2 separate regions of the Pan troglodytes genome follow, and region 2 is linked to region 1. The links are chromatin contacts, called in public capture Hi-C maps. All regions are on one chromosome and are shown on one strand. Each heading gives the region's core, a stretch centred on a gene start, on an enhancer-like site or on the middle of the called end of the contact. The rest is flanking DNA. Distances are from core to core; before and after follow the strand shown. Region 1 overlaps UBR4 (ubiquitin protein ligase E3 component n-recognin 4). Region 2 overlaps ALDH4A1 (aldehyde dehydrogenase 4 family member A1).

The links. Capture Hi-C pulls out chosen DNA fragments and counts their contacts.
Region 2: a contact with region 1 is called in a capture Hi-C map of stem cell-derived neural stem cells, with 5 times the contacts expected there. The contact joins two enhancer-like sites. A contact is called at or near these places in 1 of 7 Hi-C or Micro-C datasets (stem cell-derived neural progenitor cells) and 1 of 1 other capture datasets (stem cell-derived neural stem cells).

Annotation. Positions count from the first base shown.
Region 1 is chr1:212,101,315-212,107,516 of NHGRI_mPanTro3-v2.0_pri, reverse strand. UBR4 (ubiquitin protein ligase E3 component n-recognin 4) reads right to left here. Exons shown (of 106, transcript XM_513158.8): 91 at 4,749-4,836; 92 at 4,081-4,208; 93 at 3,104-3,211; 94 at 2,442-2,561; 95 at 1,485-1,675; 96 at 850-1,023; 97 at 356-455. Among named protein-coding and RNA genes, the nearest start is that of UBR4, 120 kb to the right of the region's middle. Within about 2 kb of position 2,941, at least 2 of the 24 cell types and tissues checked have an H3K27ac peak or open chromatin away from gene starts, as enhancers often do. A contact at or near this core is called in stem cell-derived neural stem cells, where this site is marked.
Region 2 is chr1:212,312,355-212,318,556 of NHGRI_mPanTro3-v2.0_pri, reverse strand. ALDH4A1 (aldehyde dehydrogenase 4 family member A1) reads right to left here. Exons shown (of 16, transcript XM_009449480.5): 4 at 4,324-4,371; 5 at 3,331-3,486; 6 at 1,137-1,286; 7 at 982-1,056. Among named protein-coding and RNA genes, the nearest start is that of MIR1290, 12 kb to the right of the region's middle. Within about 2 kb of position 3,611, at least 1 of the 24 cell types and tissues checked has an H3K27ac peak or open chromatin away from gene starts, as enhancers often do. A contact at or near this core is called in stem cell-derived neural stem cells, where this site is marked.

The DNA.
Region 1 (6,202 bases), core at 1,692-4,191:
AGAACAAGGGGTTCAGCTGCTTGAGGCAGAGAAGATAGAGGTGATGGTAATATAAGTGTCCTAGTGACTGTGGCCAGACACCCAAGTGTTTTACTCTCTGGTCAGCCAATCCTTCACAGTTCAACAGCTGCACGGGTGACCCATTAGACAATGAAGCCCCACTTAAGAATGAGTTGAATGAGGAAATCACAAATACAACTTACTTCTCTCAGCACACATAGATGAAGTAGATGACTTCTGAGGCTCACTTCTACTCTAGGAGTCTCATATATTAGGGTAAGTCATGTCTCAAGGTGAACTAGGGTAGTTATACTTGTACCCCTGTACCCTCACACTACCTGTCCTGGCTACCCACCTGGGTGCCAGGGTGCTGGATGGCCAGGCCCCGAAGCAGCCTTAGGATAAACGGCAAGGCTGGGCGAGACAAAAACTTTTTCCAGATGTCGGCATCCAAACTGCAAAGCAAAGGAAGGCTTATTAGCAGGCCAGGGAAGCAAAGGCTACCTAGAAACCAGTTGTTGACTCTGGCTTGTTTAAACCCCCAGGGCGTGTTTAACCGTGACCCTCTCCGAGTGTCATAAAGAATCACATAGAACCACCCAGCTCAGCTGAAAAGCCAGAAAGAAGTGAGTACTCTAAGTAGAAACCAAAAAGTTGCCATCCTTTTCCCGCAAGCCCCGAGGACTCTGCAGTGGTTGAATGGTCACCCACATAGTTTCCAGAAGCGGTTGGGAGGCCCCAAGGAGGGCAAGGGGCACACGTGAAGCTTTATGCCAAGATGCTGATGGAGAAGGAAAAGGAAAGGGCAAAGCGGAGGCAAAGCAGCCCCGCTGCAGGAGGGCTTCATACTTCTTGGCGCTAGGGATGTGCTTTTTCATGTAGTCAAGTGCATTCTGGGTGATCCCCTTCTGGAGAATCAGATCCTTCAGCTGGTGCCCATTGCTGTTGTTCTTGATGCCAGCAGCTATTTTACAGAAGCAGTCCAGGAAGACTTTATCATCACCACTGTGATCTTCATCATATCTAGGAGGAAAGAGCAGAGTTTGAGGGTGTGAAAGGCGGGACAAAACCCAGTCATGTCACCCTCTTGGTTAACAACTGTCAACAGCCTATAGAAGATCAAGGCTAAATTCCCTAACGTGACACAAAGACCTATCTGCCCCGGCTCCTGCCACTCTCCTTGTTACCTGCTATGTCTCCCACGCTCACAGCCTTCTCTTGCACTCACATTTGTGCACACATGGCTCCATCTCGTCATATTCCTCCCATCTCACCAACCACTTTGCCTTCTCTGCCTAGCCAATTGCTACTCTAATACAGTATATTTTAACTATTCACTTCCCAACTAGACTGAGCTCCTTAAAAGCCAGAACGAGGACACAAAAATCTAATAGGTATTCAGAGGATTCTTCCTCATCTCACAGACCTAGTTCAGCGTTTTAGTGGAGACTCTCATTTCACTATATGAAATCAAAGTAACATACTTATCAAAGTTGCAGTATGGTTTGAATCGCTCCACCAAGATCTGCATTTTCTCCACCTCTCCAAAGGAAAGGTACGGGATGATGCGAAGCAGGCCCTGGAGCACACTGGGGTTGGAGCGAACAAAGGTGCTGTTGATCTGGTCCAAGAGCATCACCAGTTGATCCTTGTCACCTGTCAGGAGGAGGTTGCCCTGCAACAGAAAAGAGGGTGAACATGCCATTAATGCAGTCAGGACTGTGGCTGCAGCCAACATCTGAGCCCCAAAAGTCACCACTTCCATCAGAGTCATCAGGAATACCCCTAGAAGAACTATGTCTCGGCACTTCTTGGGGAATAACAAACAGTCGGAGTTTCACTTGAGAAATTCGTTTCTAAATTTCTGTGACAGTGCTGTTAATAGTCTCAGGTGGACAAAATATACCAATACAATCTTCCCTCCCTGTAAAAGAATGCAGGCTGCTGGACATTCACTTGGTCATAGCTCTAGCCAAATCATTAGCACCAATAAGAATGGAGGAAATTACAGGCATAGCAGGTGGAGAGAAATTCTGGGAGTTGGAGACCTGGGTTCTAGGCCTGATTCCACCAGTAACCAACTATGTACCACAGCTGAGGAAATGCCAAGTCCAGGGAAATGAAGTGGGCTGTTCAATTCCTCAACTATGAAATGAAAGGTTGAACTAAAGCCTCTGTCTATCAACTGAGACATGCCAGGATTCCATTAACGAGCAGCTTTTGAGTGAAAGACTATCCTTAGCAATTGTGCTTGCTCTGAATCCAAAGATTTCACATTTCGATACAATTATGTCATCATTAGTTGAGTCCTAACATTCCAATGCTTAAGCAGGCTCCGCCATTCTCAGGTGGGCTAAGCCAGACACAAACAGGCCTGTTGTGGGCAATAAGACAGTGCAGGCTCTCAGTGCCTGCGGATGGAGGGGCCGAGCCCCACTCACCTTGTCCTCACTCAGGGGCTCAGCATTGGACTCATCTAGAATGATCTCCATGATGCTAAGCACCTGCTCAGCCACAGCTGCGCCCCCACTGTCCTTGCTTTCTTGTTCAGCTACAAGGGCCTGTAGGAGAAGGAGACTCAGTCACTCTCAGAATAAGACCACAGCCACTCACTGCTGATGACAATTGCTCTCAAGGATGCCCTCACAGCCTTACTCCCCAGAGACCATGTGTGTATGACCGTGTGTATGTATGTGCGTGTATATGCATGTTCTGAGAGGGAGACAAGCGTGTGAGCTTTTGATGACAGGGAAAACATGAAGTTCCAGATCTCTTTCTTTGCTGCCCCAAGGAGAGGGGCACTTCTTTCCCACTGGTGTGTAGTCTAGACTGTTTAAGGGACTGCCTTCCTCTTATCTCTGATCTGAACTCAGGAAAGGAGCAAGGAAGCTCTTGAGTGCCATGGCAGCAGCATGGGGGCGGGAGGTGAGCCAGCCAGAGGAGAAGGGCAGCTGAATGACCCAAGCCTCTGCACCAGTCAGCCAGAGAGATGAAGGGCTTGAAGAAGCCGTGAGTCCATTTCATCTGAGCCCAGAACTGAAACGTCTTTCACACCCACACTTCCAAGGCCCACTCTTCTTCACCTGCAGTCCATGCTCCTTACCAGGTTTAGGGTCCCCAGCATGACATTCAAGGTGTTCATTTCCAGTTTGACCAGTTGCTGCCGGTTGACTTTCACCTTCACGCAGTAACTGAACAATTTCAGTAGCACCTGACAAGAAAAGCCAGTCAAAACCCAGGAGGCCACATGAGAGTGTAGGACATGGGGGCCAGTAGGAAAGGGATGTCTAAGCAGGGTCTACACCATCAGCAGGGGCTCCTCCTGAAATGAAGAGGACAGGAGGGAGAAGCGGCTCTTCAGGGGACATGGTGAGATGGCTGGGCTCTCACATTAGGCTGGTAGCTCCAATGGCTGGATATATCTCTACCATCTGTAACACAATGGCAATGACAGCAGTTCCTAATGGAAGAGGTGATGCTCTGTTTGTTGTCTTGGGGAAATCCCAGCATCAACTCAGACCCTAAACTAATAGTAAAGAAAATGATCCCAAAGCTCGTGGCCTGTGAGAGCTCAGAACCACATAGGTCATTTAAAACAAAGGCACAATAATAACAATAATACATATTCTCATAAACCCTGGGGGAGTGGGGGTGGGGAGTAGTGAAAATAACAGTGTAGTATTTGTGGTGCCTCTCTGGAATGCTCTAATCCTCACTAAGGAGATTAGTTGGATGAATACCCAAACAAAACCCTACAATGCAAGAAATGAGTTACATTACAAAATCCATTTTAAAAACAACAACAATGATAATAGTTAACACAAGTGCAGCTATTTAGGGAAAGACAATCAGATGCTGGCTCTATAGAGAGGTATTGGAGAAGGGAAGTGGGCCAGCAGGACGGGAAAAGGCGTGCCTAAGAATGTAGTCCTGACTGCCAGGTCCTTCACTGGCTCGCACTGCTCCACGGCACCATGCTGCCCTCTAGGGTAAAATGACACAGTGGCCATAGCTTCTTTCCACAGGGGCCTCTCCCAGTGCAGAAAGGCTGGCCCCCACAACTTGCTGCCCCCAACTCACTGTTAGAAGGTGGCGTCCCTGCTTGAAATCTCTGATCCCTGCGAGTCTGTTAAGCATGCATTCCAGGCCCCCACACTGGGCCATCACACCAGCCATTTTATACACTTCTTCTTCATCTTCTTCTTCATCTAGGGGAGAAGGGAAGCCAAGCAGAAATGGAGGGTAAGGTGAAGATGGGAATAAAATAGGCCAGGATAAGGCAGCCCTATTCCTGGCTGATGGCTGACAGCCCTTTTCCGTATCTCCAATAAAGACACGGCCAATAAAAGGGGTCAATGATGGATGATATTAAACTACCCCACTCTCAGTAGGAGCTTTTTTAAAGTTTCAAGTCAATTAAAATTACTTACTCAAATGTCAAAGTATGAGCACCAATACCATCAATGGAGTGGGGGGAGAGGGAGTTAAAAATAAATCTGAACTCCCGTTTACTGTTCATTGCATTTTCCTCTAAAAGTTTGCTGGTATTCTTTTTTTTTTTTGAACACTCAGTGGTATCTGCATCATGCCACAGACACCTCTTTTTTTCCTCAATTGAAGAAACAATCTCCCCACAATTCTGATGCAGAGGTACAAGAGAGAAGCTCCTGAGAATGCCCCTAAGTCCTGGGACGTGAGCTGCTCATGAGTCCCAAGCCTTAGATCCAATGTGCAGTGCCATGATCTACCTGTAGTAGAGTCCAGGGACTCAATGAACTCCTCTGTGGCATCGCCCAGCAGCCCCCGCATACGATAAACAATCCTCATGGGCTCTCCCTGAGCAGAGAAAGTTGGAGAAAGGTACTTAAAAACAGGCCCAGACAAATGCAAAGGACTCCATACTTGGTCTTGCTTAAAGCCCCAGCAATGTGGAGAGCCTCTATTTTTCTACAAAGTCTCAACCACAACATCTAGAATCCAAATGCACAGCAATTCACTTAGGGGAAAGAATGCTAATTTTATTTTGTGTCTACTAGAAGCTAGACATTGTATGAAACATTTTAAAGACACTATCTCCTTCAATTTCATTAGAACACTATGTAATAATCTAACAAATATTTATTAAATGTTTTACTCTGTGCCAGGTCCTATGCTAATTAAGTACTTTATATGATCCTTTTACATAAGGTTACACAGCTTGTTCAAGGTTACCAAGCTATAAGCGGAGGTCTAATTCCAAGCCTGGACCTTCCTCAGGAGTAGAAACTGTCTCCAATCAATAGGGACTACCACCCAGGACAAACAAGGCCATTTAAATCAAAGAGCTTTGACTCAAGCCTCGGGAATCAAAACAGGAAAAGAGAGTACATCAATCTTTACCTACAGAGATTCAGACGTCTTTATATAACCATACAAGGAGGGGGTTCATCCACAATTCTTTAAGCTAAACCCACAATCTGACTAGAATGATAAGAATCAAGTCTTTTATAAATGACAAAATTACAGCAACTTCACTAAATTGGAGAATCAGGAAAGTTCACTGTATGTCTGGCACTGAGCACATATATTAATATTATTCTCATTTTGCAGACTAGAAATTGGAGCTCAAAGTAACCACTGATGAAATCCAGTGGGGGATTTGGTAGCACGCTAATTCAAGCAGCCTGCCTCCAAGTCTATGCTGAGCTTCAGGACAGGACACCCTGGAGGAAGACAACCTGCCAGAAAGGCCAGTTGCAGAAGTGTTTCTGGCTATAGAAGCCCAGTGAGAATTCCTCAGAGAGAACCACCACAGACACTGAACACAGAGCAGGTTCTAGTTCTAGTCAGTAGCTACAGAGGTAGGCTGCTTATCAGGGAAATGGAGGGCAAGGTAGAGAAGGGAAGCTGAAGTCCCAGAACATACGCTATCACAAACTCAGAACTTTGCCAGAAAACCTTCTAACTGGATTAAGCACATCAATGTGAGGGGCAAATGATTCTCAACTTCTATCTTGCTTCACCATTCAAGGGAGATACCCTTGTGCATTCTGTGGGTTCACTACCACCATTTACAAGAGTGCCCACAGAAGCTTGGTCTTAATTTTTTATATGCATCAGGGATTAAATCTGTATTGTTCTGTTTTGATGCTACAATGTCTGTAACAAGAGGTATTGGCTGGGACAGTTCTCTGCCTGTCCCTCAGCCAACAGTGCAACAACG
Region 2 (6,202 bases), core at 2,362-4,861, 210 kb before region 1:
ACCGGTCCTGCCATCACCTGGGCAGGTCTGTTCTTACTTCTAGAGTCACTGAGTGCTCACCCGGCGCGGCGGGGCAAGTACACATGGGCTCTCTCAGCACATGTCCTGGGTCAGGCATGTGCAGCAGCCAGGCACGTGGGCGCCTGGCCATGCACCGTGTTTGTCTGTGCACAGATGCATGAGGACGTCCCCATCCATGTCCCTAGTACACACTCCGGCATCAGCATCCAGTGCCCCTGTCTGGGGCTCGGGGTTCCCGACAACTATGTGGACCTGTCCCACCCAGGCTGTCTGGGAGCTGGGCTGCGCCTCCCCCACAGGCCTGGGACTTCATCCGGTAATAGCCAACCTCACTCCGATAATGGCAGAGGAGTGACTTGAATACCATCAACCCCGAGAGAGACTACATCCAAATCTTTCTCTGCTCCATCATTTATTTACTAGTCACTCAGTCTTGCCAAGTAAGTCACGGCTGTGTGTCTCAGTTTTGTCATCTGGCAAAGAGGCAGAGTCACAACTCCCTCTCGAAGCTGCTGAGAGGGTGAAATGAGATCATCTCCATGCCGTGCTTGACAGCAGCAGGCACGTGGTGAGCATTGAAGGTCAGCGGTAATGATCATCAACAAAGCCACCAACACTCAGCCAGCTCCGGGCCAGCCCTGCCTGCTGCTGGATGTGTCTCATTTGAGCCTCACAACCCAGTCATGGAGCCTTTCCTATTATTTCCACTTTGCAGATGAGGAAACTGTGCCTCAGAGAAGTTCAGGGATTGCCAGGGTCTCCCAGGCAGAGAGGCACGACGCTGGGATTCAAACTGGGTCTCTGGTCCCAAAGCCTACCCACAGCCCCAAGCTGCCTCCACCTTCTGTGCCTCTCCCCATGACTAGGCTGAGACCCAAGGGGCTCAGGGTGGCCTCTGTCTGTCTGTTGGGACCAGGAGGACAACCAGCTGCCGCTGTCCCACCTGTGCCCACATCTCACCATCAGGGCCGGTGCCCCCGCCAGGTTGCCGCCGATTGCAGTGAAGTTAAAGGGCGAGATGGCCGCCACGAAGCCCTGGGGAAGGAGGCAGCGGTGAGATCAGGCCCATGGCATTGGGCTGCCCCGCCTGCTCGCCCGATGCCTCCTGCAGGTACCTCCAGACCCCGGTACACCATGCTGTTGGTGCTCGGGGGCACGCTGATGGGCTGCTGCCCCTCCAGCTCCACCGCATACTTGGCATTGAACCGGAAGAAGTCGATGAGTTCCGCTGCAGCGTCGATCTCCGCTTGGATCACGGTCTTACCCTGCAAGGCAGAGGGCCGGGGGTCAGGAGCAGCCAACAGCCTCCTGTCCATCCTCTTCTCACATCTGACGCTGTGCCCAAAGCGAGCACTGAGCCGGGCCCCAGGAGGGACCAGGAAACATTTGGAGGGCTCACCAGGTCCCATCCCAGGGGCTGAGGGGGAAAGGATTCTCAAGCCCCTGAGCTAGCACCTCCTGTAGCCGGCCCTCTGGGCTGGACGGGGATCAGAAGAATTTTAGTGATCCTCTGTAGCAGGCCAGGTACTTCCCATGCACTGTCTTCATTTCATAGCAACTCTGAATGGTGGTGCATGGCAAAGGATCTACGGTCAAGCCTCAGACTAAATTCAGGATCAGAGCCTTCCAGACAGAAGGGCAGATTAGCATGAGCTGGAGATTGGTCACTGGAAAACCAGGAGAGAGACTCGGTGTGTGGGAGGTGGATGGCTCCTTCCCCAGGAATGATGTTCGGCCTTGCTGGTTAGTTTGGGCCAAAAACCAAGAGGCGAGTGACTGTGATTCCCTTAAACCGTCAATTCTTAATAACAGCAAATGTGAGCTGTGGGGAAAAGAACTGTGGACAGCCAAGAACGGGGCTTTTCCAGATTGACATGGCCTCCTCTTGGCACCCAAGGTCACTGGCAGGTGCACGACCTATTAGAGACACACAGCCCATGAAGCTGAGCTAAGATGTGTACCTTGCTTCCTAGAAGTTCCTGAGTCTTAGGCCAAATACAGAGAAAGCCTAAACTGATCCTAGACTGTCTTCCCAGCAACGTGCGGCTCACCAGGAACACGCAGAGCTGACGCCCACCCCAGAGGGCTGCTGAGCCAATCTAAGAAGGCATTTAGCAGGATGAGGGGCTGTCATACCAGCTCTGTGCAGCAGAGGGGGCGCTCACCATGGGGACCGAGGAGCAGGCAGTGGCAAATGCCTGATCCAGAAAGCAGCCTGGGTTCTGGCTCCTGCAGTTTACCCTTCAGGAACCCAGGTTAGTTGGCAGCGTAGGGCTCAGGTCCTGGAGGTGGTGAAATAACCCTTTCTCCCTCGACTCCTGTCCCCCGCACACTCTGCCTGCTAGAGCCACTCCTCACTCAACTTGCATTTAGCAGGGTGAGGAGCTGTCACGCCAGCTCTGTGCAGAGAAAACCATTGATCAGGGGCTTGCTATGCCTCCTGAAAGGTATCATGCAAAGCCCAGAAAAAGACCGAGAATGTCAAGACATGTTTACTATGTCCAAAAAGCTTGTAAAGGGGCAGTACCTAGGAACTCAATACACTCCAGTGCAATCTGACCTATAACTGATGCAGTAACAACATGCTCTGGGGAAACAGAGGCAGGAATAGTCCTTTCGGCTGGAGAAGGCTCAGGAAGTCTCACGGAGGGGGTGACATCTGGGCTGGACCAGGAGGTAAGAGTTCACTGAGCACAGAAGAGACAGCAGGCATTCCAGGCAGGAGGACACGTGGGCAGAGGCAGAGAGGATGCCTGCCATGGCCGGGGAGTCCTGCTAAGTGCCAAATGGCTACACTATGGGCAGGACAGCTTGGCAGGGAAATGCAGAGCAGTGGGCGAGCTGGACTGAGGTGGGCAGAAGGGCCCTGGGTATGGGGCTCAGGTCTTGGGACTTGCCTCTCAGTGGTGGAGAGGTCTGGGTGGGTCATAAGCCAGGAGTAACATCCTGGAGGTGTTGGAAAGACCACTGTGAGGGCGGCGAGGGGCTGACCAAGCTAGGAGGCAGGGAGACAGTGCAGGCCACCACCAGTCCAGGCAAAGCATGACAAAGGCCTAGGAGCGAGGACAGAGGGATGGAGGAGAGGGGACATTTCCGAGGCAGGACACACGGGCTCTGCACAATCTGTCTCGCCTAATAATCTGTGATCATCCATCCCAGCTCCTAGGCCTTGTCCCTTGAGGACATCTCTGGGTCCCCAAAAGGGCTTGGGACCCAGAAGCGCTTCAGCTGATGTCTGCTGCCATGGGTAGGGCACACCTGACTCCCACCCCACCCCGCCCCACCCACCGGGGCCCACCAGCACCTCACCTGTCCCACCATGGTCTTGGCGAGGATCTCAGCCCTGCGCGGCCCACTCAGCATGTCTGCCGCCTTCAGGAAGATCTGGGCCCGGTCTGCAATAGGCTTCAGGTCCCACTCTTTCCGGGCAGCCAGAGCAGCCTCAATGGCTTTGTTGAGCAGGCTCTAAAGGGAGAGGGAGAGGTTGGGGACTGCCACCTGCAGCGGGAAAGGCCCTGGGGAGTGAGCGAGGGAGGAGAGACCTGGAAGGCCCACTCTCTTCCATCCGGGGACAATGCCTGTCTCCCTGGGCCCTCAGCCCCCTGCCACCATAGCTGCCAACAACAGCGTCCCATCAGAGCCTGTAGTGGCTGCCAGTCTGAAGCCTGAAGGGCCCGGCCAGGTTGGTCAGCTCTCCGAGGCCTTGGCACTGAGTCCCGCAGCTGTTAACACTGGCTCCACTTTCTCTCATGGTCTAATCAAAACCTTACCTTATTCTTGGGACCTGGTGCCCCTTAACCCACCATCCAGAAACTTGAGGTCAACTGGAGCCTGAGACACGGCTCTGCTGCTGGCCTCCCAGACCCCAACTGCCCTCATCACCACACAATGCCAGTTCCTGGACCCCCAGCCACCCCAGCCCCTCCTGCTGGCCCTTTCCAGTGCCAATTCTTGGCCTAGCTTTCCATCGATGGTGTCTCCAATTGCCCTGACTCAGCCTTCCAGAATCCACCTCCTCCCCAGTCCAAGGTCTGCCCCACCACAATGGGCATGTCTGGGAATGTCTCAGCCCTGGCTGAGGCAGCTTGTGTTTGGCTCAAGTTAACCTTTGCATGCCTGGCCCAGTCAAAGACATCACCCAGGGACTCCCTCAGTGTCAGCCACCCCCTGCCCACCTACCCACCATGGCCAAAGAAGGACACAGCAACTGATGCCCCCTGCCCCCACCATATCAGCAGCTGGCAGGGCAGAGCAGGGGCAGCAACCCTAACCCCAGGTCACCAGGCACACAGGCTCACTCACCTTGTCTGCATAACAGAACTTGGCCACCTTATGTCCATGGTTAAAAGGCTGAAAGGAGAGAAGAGTGAGGTCCTTGCCCGGGAGGGAGGTGCCAGGATAAGGATGAAGAGGACTGGACTCAGAGCCGGTTTTCCAGGAAAGTCCTGGACACGCCTGCTGTCCCCCCTCCCCCGCTCCCATGAAACCCTCCCCAGTGCCCGGCCCACAGGTTGCTCCCTGTTAAGGGTGCTGGTTTACCCGCTATACCATGAGTAAGACATGGCTCCTTCTCCAGAAGGCTCAGGGTCCAGGAGAAAGGCATAGACCCCAGGGTCTTTCCAGGAAAGCACGGACCTTTGTGGTCAGAGAGACATGGGTTCGAATCCTGGCTCTGCCACCTACTAGCTGTGGGGCCCCAGGTAAGCTCACTTCCTTCCCTAAGTCTCTTCATCTAGGAAATGGGGACTGCCCTCCCTGTCTCTTAGCATGGACAGGAGAACCAAAGGGGATCATGGATGAAAATTCTTTGGTCCAGTATGAGGCTGCGACTATGGGCAACAAAACCAGGTGAGGCCCAAAAGAATGCACTGGTGTTGTGACATGCTTGGGACTTCCGCCCTGCCCCAAAGCCATCATGGGCAGAGCAATTGTTTCCCAAGCCCCAGATTTACTAATCTAAATAGGAAGATCCTCAACAAACATTTATAAACACAACCTGGTGTTGGTCCAAACCGCACCATTTTGTCAGCTCCCCGCTATTTTGCAGACCTTGGTCCAAGTGAAACATTTCACAGGAGCTCAGGCCATGAGAACCATCCGGCTCAGCCGCCTGACCGCAAGGCGGACGAAGGCCCACCTAAAGAAACTTCCCTATCGGCCGGGCGCGGTGGCTCACACCTGTGATCCCAGCACTTTGGGAGGCCAAGGTGGGCGGATCACGAGGTCAGGAGATCGAGACCATCCTGGCTAACATGGTGAAACCCTGTCTCTACTAAAAATACAAAAAATTAGCTGGCCGTGGTGGCGGATGCCTGTAATCCCAGCTACTGGGGAGGCTGAGGCAGGAGAATGGCATGAACCTGGGAGGCGGAGCTTGCAGTGAGCCGAGATCGCGCCACTGCACTCCAGCCTGGGCGACAGAGCGAGACTCCGTCTCAGAAAAAAAACCCATCCCTATCATATCTTGCTGGGTAAAGGTACAAGGAACACCACGATGACATCCCACCGGAGAGGGCCAAACCACCTGATCACAACAACATCTTATCAATATCCTGCCAGGCAGCAAGCCATACTGCCCAGACCCGTCTCAGCCATACCGATGAGTACCTCAGCCTGTAAGCAGCGGTGGGCCCTGGCATTAAGCTGGTCCCCCACTTCCTCAGGTTTCTGCAATATACTGGTGTTGCTGTTTCAGCTGCCCTCTCTGTGTGTGTGTGTCTTTCTTTAACCCCTGTCTTCCCTTCAAAACCTAATGCCCGGCAGTGGTGAACGCTAGCATGACCAATGAAGCAGGGAGAAATTTCACTTCTTTCCTTCCTAGGGCTGGCAAGATAGTTTATATCGTAATAGCTGACACTTTTGCTACCTATCCGTCTTCTGGTGGGTTATTGGAGCTTTCCTGTCTAAAAGAGTAGCCACGAGCCACATTTCACGTGCTCGACAACCACACGTGGCGGCTCATGGCCGCTGGAACGGACAATGCAGATCTGGAACATTTCTGTCCTCACTGCAGGAAATTCTACTGGCCGGCGCTGGTCTAGGCTTGAGTAGAAAGTGACCATTCTCCTTCATGTTAAAGCTTGGCACAGTCACTCTGTATTCGGGCCACACCTGAGATTGGCCTGTGATGCTTAAGGGCAGAGAAGGTGGCTGCAACCTGGGCCCCAGTGGACTGCAGAGC